Regions from separate parts of the Mus musculus genome. Here region 2 is linked to region 1. A link is a contact called in public Hi-C data. All regions are on one chromosome and are shown on one strand. Each heading gives the region's core, a stretch centred on a gene start, on an enhancer-like site or on the middle of the called end of the contact. The rest is flanking DNA. Distances are from core to core; before and after follow the strand shown.

Region 1 (3,442 bases), core at 808-3,307:
TTGTAGCTAGAGATTATTATATGAACGGCAGCTTACATTCATTACAGTATAAGCATGTGCCTGGCACCACACCAAGCATGAAGTGGCCATTGACATTTGTTCAACAAAACTATGCAAGGAAACAGAGATCATGGTTATTCCCATTTTGCAGATAGATAACCGAGGCACAGGATTACTCTGAGCATTATTCTGTGATAAGCCATGGAGTCCTGTCAGTCCATGCCTCAAGGCAACACGATGCAGGAGCTATGTGATTTTCATTGGCATAAGGCTAGCTAATGTGATATTTCTGTCATGTAGACTGCCTATGGAACACCAGAGGAATCATTTGTCCAGGGTGGCCAGTGATGGGAGTTGGGCCTAGATTCAACATCTGTTAGATCTTGGAAGCTTGCTGAATTATTATGCATTAATGGCCCAAATCTGGTCTACCAGATGTGTCTTGGGACACATAAGGAGTCTGGGGAGGTGTGGTGAGACTATCTGAAGCTTAGGGTCCAGTCTTTTTTCATGGAAAGAGCCTTGCTCTTTCCTTTCATGCATGCTGTGTGCAGGGACTTTTCCTGAGTCGTGTTAAGATTTGGCCACTGCACTAAGATATAGGGATCATCACCCTCACTCTGCAGAACAGAAAAATGAGTCCTAGCAAGGCTGGTCACCTGCAAACCTAAGCCTAAGTCATGAGGTAGATTTGAGTCTGTGTCACCCTAGGTCTTCAGTGTGGATTCTTCTATAAGACATCCTTTAGGGTTCTTAGGGCTGTGTACGTCAATCCCATTTTGTCTGCCATTTTTTTGGGGAAAACCAACAGAAGATGAAGTTAGAGCCAGAAAGGTGATGCTGTAGTGATAATGAAAACATCAGTCACATTAAGCATTTTTTTTTTAGGGGTGGAGGTGGGGTCAGGACCACCACTGACAACATTTTGTGCAGGACTAGCTTCATGCAGAGGATATACCCATACTGATTTTCATACTATTACTCCTCCTCCTCCTCCTCCTCCTCCTCCTCCTCCTCCTCCTCCTCCTCCTCCTCCTCCTCCTCCTCCTCCTCCTCCTCCTCCTCTTCTTCTTCTTCTTCTTCTTCTTCTTCTTCTTCTTCTTCTTCTTCTTCTTCTTCTTCTGGTTCAGGTTGCTACTGCATCCCTTCAACTGAGAGACCTCTTCAGAACTTTTCATAATCTTTTGATGGGAAACTGGGACATCCAGACATCAGGAGTATTTTCAACGCCCTCCGGTTGTGTTGGTAACACCTGCTCATGCATCATACTTCTTCACTGCTTCAGATCCTTACATTTTCTCCTCTTTTTTTTCCTGTCCCAGGACCTTTGTTCTCCATCTCTCCATCTTTGCTAACAACCCTTACCCCCAACTACTGGCCCCACATGGCAGCTTCCTGCTGACTCTTCAGTCCTTCACCTCAGAGTTTTCTACCCAAAGAAACCTTGATAGGACTCCTGTTTGCTTTCCTCTTCTATAGAGTCCTCAAAGAACCTAATCTATTTTTAGTTCTATCTTAGTTTGCCTACTCAGTGCCTAGTTTCTCTCTCGAGCTGTGTACTTTACAAGGAGAATAGTGGTTCCACAATCAGTCACAGTTTGGCCCTGTGTCAGGTTCTCAGAAAGTGAATATCAACATTAGATGGGAGGATTCAGCACTAAGCAAAGTATGGGAAAAAGAAAGCCCAGGAGTGAAGAAACGATTATTATCCTTTGGGGGACTTTGGGAACGAGGATATATATAAGGCAGGGTTTGGGAGACAAAGACAGCAATGTCTGCAGGCACAACTCTGAAGACCTGTGTACTTTCTAGCTTAGCCATTCCTGCAGTCACAGGTTCCCGTGCTGCTGCTGGGGCTGGAATGAAATCTCTGGGGATCTTAACCTTGCTTGCTGGGTGCAGTTGCCATGGAGGCTGCAGCCCAGCTGGAGCTTTTCGGAGCTGGCAGGTGGATCAGCCTGCAGCATTTTTTTTTTTCTTGCCTGGACCCTGGCAGCTCTCAGAGTTTCAAAGCTGGAACACGCTGACCAGAACACCATGACCTTTGGCACAATTTCCTCCTGTCTTCTCTTCTGCTCCCAAAGCAAGGGGGAGGAGCCCAGCTTCTTTGCTCTGGCTCTCGCTCCCTGCAGGACAGGTTTGTTTTAGGTGCAGGGAGGAGAGGAAAGGAAGAAAGAAGGGCACCCAGGTGGCTGTGCTGTGAGCAGCAGGGGTGCCAGATGGCTTTCTACCCTACTTGGAACTTGAGTCTTTGGTAAAGTGTGTCAGCCCATTCGATTTTTCTCACTTCAAACTCTGACTCTGTAGCCTGCTATAGGCGTAGCTGCCTGGACCCTGGCGAACTCAGATTAGGGTAACCTTCTGCCTTGCATCCTTGCCATCCAGCCTTTACAGTGCCACCTCCTTATGGATGAGCTGGATTTAAGTGGCAGTTATTAAGGACTTGCTGAGCCTTCGCTATTTCATCTTCAAATGGGGATAATAGAAAGTTTCTAGCACCATTTAGAAAATTAGAGTTAGTATGCACAACAGGCCTGGCATAGGCCGCAGGAATCAATAAATGACAGTTGACATCATTATTATACACCTCGTCTCATTTATCTTCATAGATTGATATCACTGCTTTAAAAATAATTTTTAAATTACACTTATTTGTGTGTGCATGCATGGTGTGTGTGTGTGTGTGTGTGTGTGTGTGTGTGTGTACCTGTACAATATGCCATGGCATAGTTGTGAAGATTAGAGTACAACTTGTAGAAGTTGGTTCTTTCCTTCCACCCTGTGGGTCCTGAGGATCAAACTCAATTTGTCAAGTCTGAGGGTTAGTGGCTTTATCTCCTTGGATGTATTTTGTGGGTGTAATATTATTAATTCTTAGCTGGGGAATATAGGTCTAGGAGACCCTATGGCCTCTATTTTCAAAGCTCAGAATAAAAAAATAAACATTCCTCCATTTCCAAGCTCTTTCTCTATGTGAACTTATAAACACCTTTCACTTTGTTTAATATTAAATTCCTCCTACCTGGTGTTTATTGCTCATCCTCTATGTAACTGACACAGGGCCAAGCTATGATGATCTAGCTATGAAAACATCACTGAACTCACCCTCATAGAGTGCATAGAGGTAGTGAAATTGTAATCATGAAGGAACTAAGGTAGAACTAAAAACCAGAATGGGTACTAGGAGGGAACAGAACAGTGGTAGGAATCATGCCTGTTCCACTCCATCTTGGACTCTTTTTATTTTTTCTGTCTCCCACTTTTGCCTTGGCTTACTTCCCTAAGAAATGGAAGTCCAATATAGTTTATGCAATTGGCTTCTAGAGTAAGTTTTGGGTTCTCCCAATGTCTATGAAATAACATAGAGTAGAAAGCACTGCCCGCATCTGTAGAGGATCTTACAAGGTGTTCTTATGTTAGTCATCTGTTTTTGAATTCATAG
Region 2 (3,239 bases), core at 335-2,834, 870 kb after region 1:
AGGACTTTGGAAATTAGCAACGTATAGAAGGTAGACCTTATGGAAATGATCGTTTTTTTTAAAAGGCTTATGTAGTTAGAGAACTTGTGAACTAAGCAAAGCTGGATTAACTGGAATAGGTATCATCTTTTACAGATGCTGGTTTCACTGAAACATTGGCCTCTGTGCCACTGTTATACAACATAGAAAGAAATAAAGGACACATGCTCCACTATGTTCATAGCAGCCTTATTTACAACAGCCAGAAGCTTGAAAGATCCCAGATGTCCTTCAACAGAGGAATGGATACAGAAAATGTGGTACATTTACACAATGGAGTACTACAGAGCTATTAAAAACAATGAATTTATGAAATTCTTAGGCACATGGATGGAATTAGAAGATATCATCCTGAGTGAGGTAACTAAGTTACAAAAGAACACACATGGTATGCACTCACTGAATAAATGGATATTACCCCAAAATCTCAGAATACCCAAGATATAATTCACAGACTACATGAAGCTCAAGAAGAAGGAAGACCAAAGTGTGGAAGCTTCAATCCTTCTTAGAAGGGGTAACAAAATACTCATAGGAGCAAATATGGAGACAAAGTTTGGAGCAGAGATTAAAGGAAAGCCATCCGGAGACTCCCCAACCTGGGCATCCATCCCATATACAAACACCAAACTGAAACACTGTTGCAGATGCCAAGAAGTGCTTGATGACAGGAGCCTGACATAGCTGTCTCCTGAGAAGCTCTACCAGAGCCGGACAAATACAGAAGCAGATGCGCACAGACAACCATTGGACTGAGCATGGGATTCCCAAGGAAGGAGTTAGAGAAAGAACTGAAGGAACTGAAGGAGTTTGCAACCCCATAGGAAGAGCAATAATATCAACCTACCAGACTCCCCCCACCCCCATCCCCAGAGCTCCCAGGGACTAAACCACCAACCAAAGAGTACACATGGAGGAACCCATGGCTCCAGCTGCATATGTAGCAGAGGATGGCCTTGTTAGACATCAAGGGGAGGAGAGACCCTTGGTCCTGTGAAAGTTTGATGCCCCAGTGTATGCCATGGCAGGGAGGCAGGAGTGGGTGGGTGGGGAAGCACCTTCATAGAAGCAGGGGGAGGGAGGATGGGATAAGGGGTTTCTGGAGGGGAAACTGGGAAAGTGAATAACCTTTGAAATGCAAATAAATAAAATATCCAATAAAAAAAAAGGAGAGAGGGAAAGAGGGAGAGGGGAAGAGGATAGGGAAGGAGGGGGAAAGGGAGGGATCAATTCTCTCTTTCAGATATGTCTGTATTTCTCAAAAAGTGCAAAACAAAGGTTCTTATTGCTATCCATCAGAGACCCATCATCCTTACTCTGAGGACAGAGCATCCTTGAGCTCCAGATAACTGGGGTTGCAGAGCAAAGACACTTTATGCTCAAGGCTTACAGATAAGGTTTTGAGCCTCAGCAATGACACTGCTGCTCTCTACATGTGACAGCTATACAAGTATTTTTAGCTTTGCTCCAGAAAGGATGAGCATCAGCTCTGGAGTCACATGTCTTTTGCTACCACAAGCCAGGCTGTCATCTTCAGCGAAATGCTTTGCCTAAAACCTTCTCTCTTCACATCTGTGCAACTAGGAGAGTATGAGCACCTCACTCACTGGCTCTTGGCGAGGGTTAAAGAAGAGAATGGTTTATGAAGCACATTTCTTCTTGCCTGGCACTTGCTAAGTGCTAACTAAATGGTTGCAATTATAATTATTCATGTATTCATTCAAAAACTATGTATTAATCATCTTCTCTGTGCCAGGCATTGCTAGGCAATGTGAGAATACAAAGATGAATAAATGAGGAGTCCCTCTCCTCAAAACTCTCCCTGCATTATGTCCATATGTAACCTTTGCATTTATTCATGTATGTAAATCCTCGTCTGTGTGTGTGTGTGTGTGTGCCTGTGTACTCTGTACATTGGGAGTGCCCATGGCATGAATTCTGCACTCTGTGCAAATTGCAGTGAACAAAGTCCCGCTTTGAAACACAAGAGAAGGGTGGGGGCTGCTGATGTAGCCATCCATCTTTCTCCTCTTCAGAGGTGGGTGGCTGTTTGCTCTGGGAACACTGACGATATGACCATTAAATCATTTCAGAATGGTGGAGCTGGGAGGTCCTAGCAAGGCCTTCCCTCACACCCACCCTGTTCTGGCACAAAGAAGGGTGTTATACCTCATACACAGAAACAGGCAGGCCACAGGAAAAGGGCTCTTTGTGCCAAGTAGTTTTGCCCAGTCCTCCTCCAAGTGGGGAATCAAGAAACGATCCATCAGCCTGGTTGTCTGGGAGTACCGAACTCCTCGAAACAGACCTATTAGCTGAAAGGATAAATATTTACTCTGAGTTCATCTGAATAACCCAGAAAGGGAACTCTGGTTTTTGTCAGTAATAAAAACACTCCCACCTAAGTCTGGAATTAGAGCTTTTTGTCTTTAAATCTTCCCTGCCTAGAATCACTCAGACTTCCTGTGAAAAACTAGATCAGGATTTCCTCATGTCCTCCAGAGCAGCTGGGGTTGGGGGTGGTGGTGGTTGGGGGGGGCACAAAGGCAGGCAGGGGTCATTCTACATGGGGGGTATTTTCTTTTACTGCACAAGTATGTGTGGCCTCTGTTTGCCTCTTAGTACACAGGTAACTGAAATCTTTGCCCTCGGGAGAGAAGGTGCAGACCGTTCTCTTAAAACACTCCAAATGGTGAAACAAGAGATTTTAGATAAACAGTTTTCAGAGGACCCCATTTCCTGAGCTATGCTTTGATCACATGATGACACCAGCAGCAAAAACACTGTTGTTATCCTTCCAAGGAAGATGTTCCAGAAAGAACTATTGTCTGGCTCAGAAAGGGGAGGATTTGATGCCATGGGGGAGGAGGGGAGAGCCATGGAGGAGGCTTGAGTAGAAGGATGGAGGAGGTGGGACATGCATCCCACACCAGACAAGTCCAGGGTGTTTGCCACAAGCTCCAGCCCCACTTCCCCCTCTTATGTCCCCTCATCTCTTTTGCACATCCAACAGTGACCTGAAGGGAAAATGTGCAGATGCTAGAAGCCATGCCTTTGTCTTCAATCTCAAGTCCAGTTCAAGGTCTGGGGTACAAATGTTCTTCAGAAAACATCAAATGAATGAGAGTGTTCATCATGATCTCTCCTTCAACCCCTCTGACTTCTTACTTCTCTCTCTATATATATTATGGGGGTAATGA

Evidence for each region. Hi-C and Micro-C count contacts between places; a contact is called where the count stands out from the background.
Region 2: a contact with region 1 is called in a Hi-C map of uterus, with 9 times the contacts expected there. The contact joins two enhancer-like sites. A contact is called at or near these places in 4 of 484 Hi-C or Micro-C datasets (bone marrow-derived macrophages and uterus) and 1 of 115 datasets of contacts at active chromatin or transcription factors (astrocytes).

The regions. Positions count from the first base shown.
Region 1 is chr15:62,293,419-62,296,860 of GRCm38.p6, forward strand. No RefSeq gene overlaps it. Among named protein-coding and RNA genes, the nearest start is that of Pvt1, 260 kb to the left of the region's middle. Within about 2 kb of position 2,058, at least 64 of the 459 cell types and tissues checked have an H3K27ac peak or open chromatin away from gene starts, as enhancers often do. A contact at or near this core is called in uterus, where this site is marked.
Region 2 is chr15:63,161,462-63,164,700 of GRCm38.p6, forward strand. No RefSeq gene overlaps it. Among named protein-coding and RNA genes, the nearest start is that of Gm30159, 18 kb to the left of the region's middle. Within about 2 kb of position 1,585, at least 37 of the 459 cell types and tissues checked have an H3K27ac peak or open chromatin away from gene starts, as enhancers often do. A contact at or near this core is called in uterus, where this site is marked.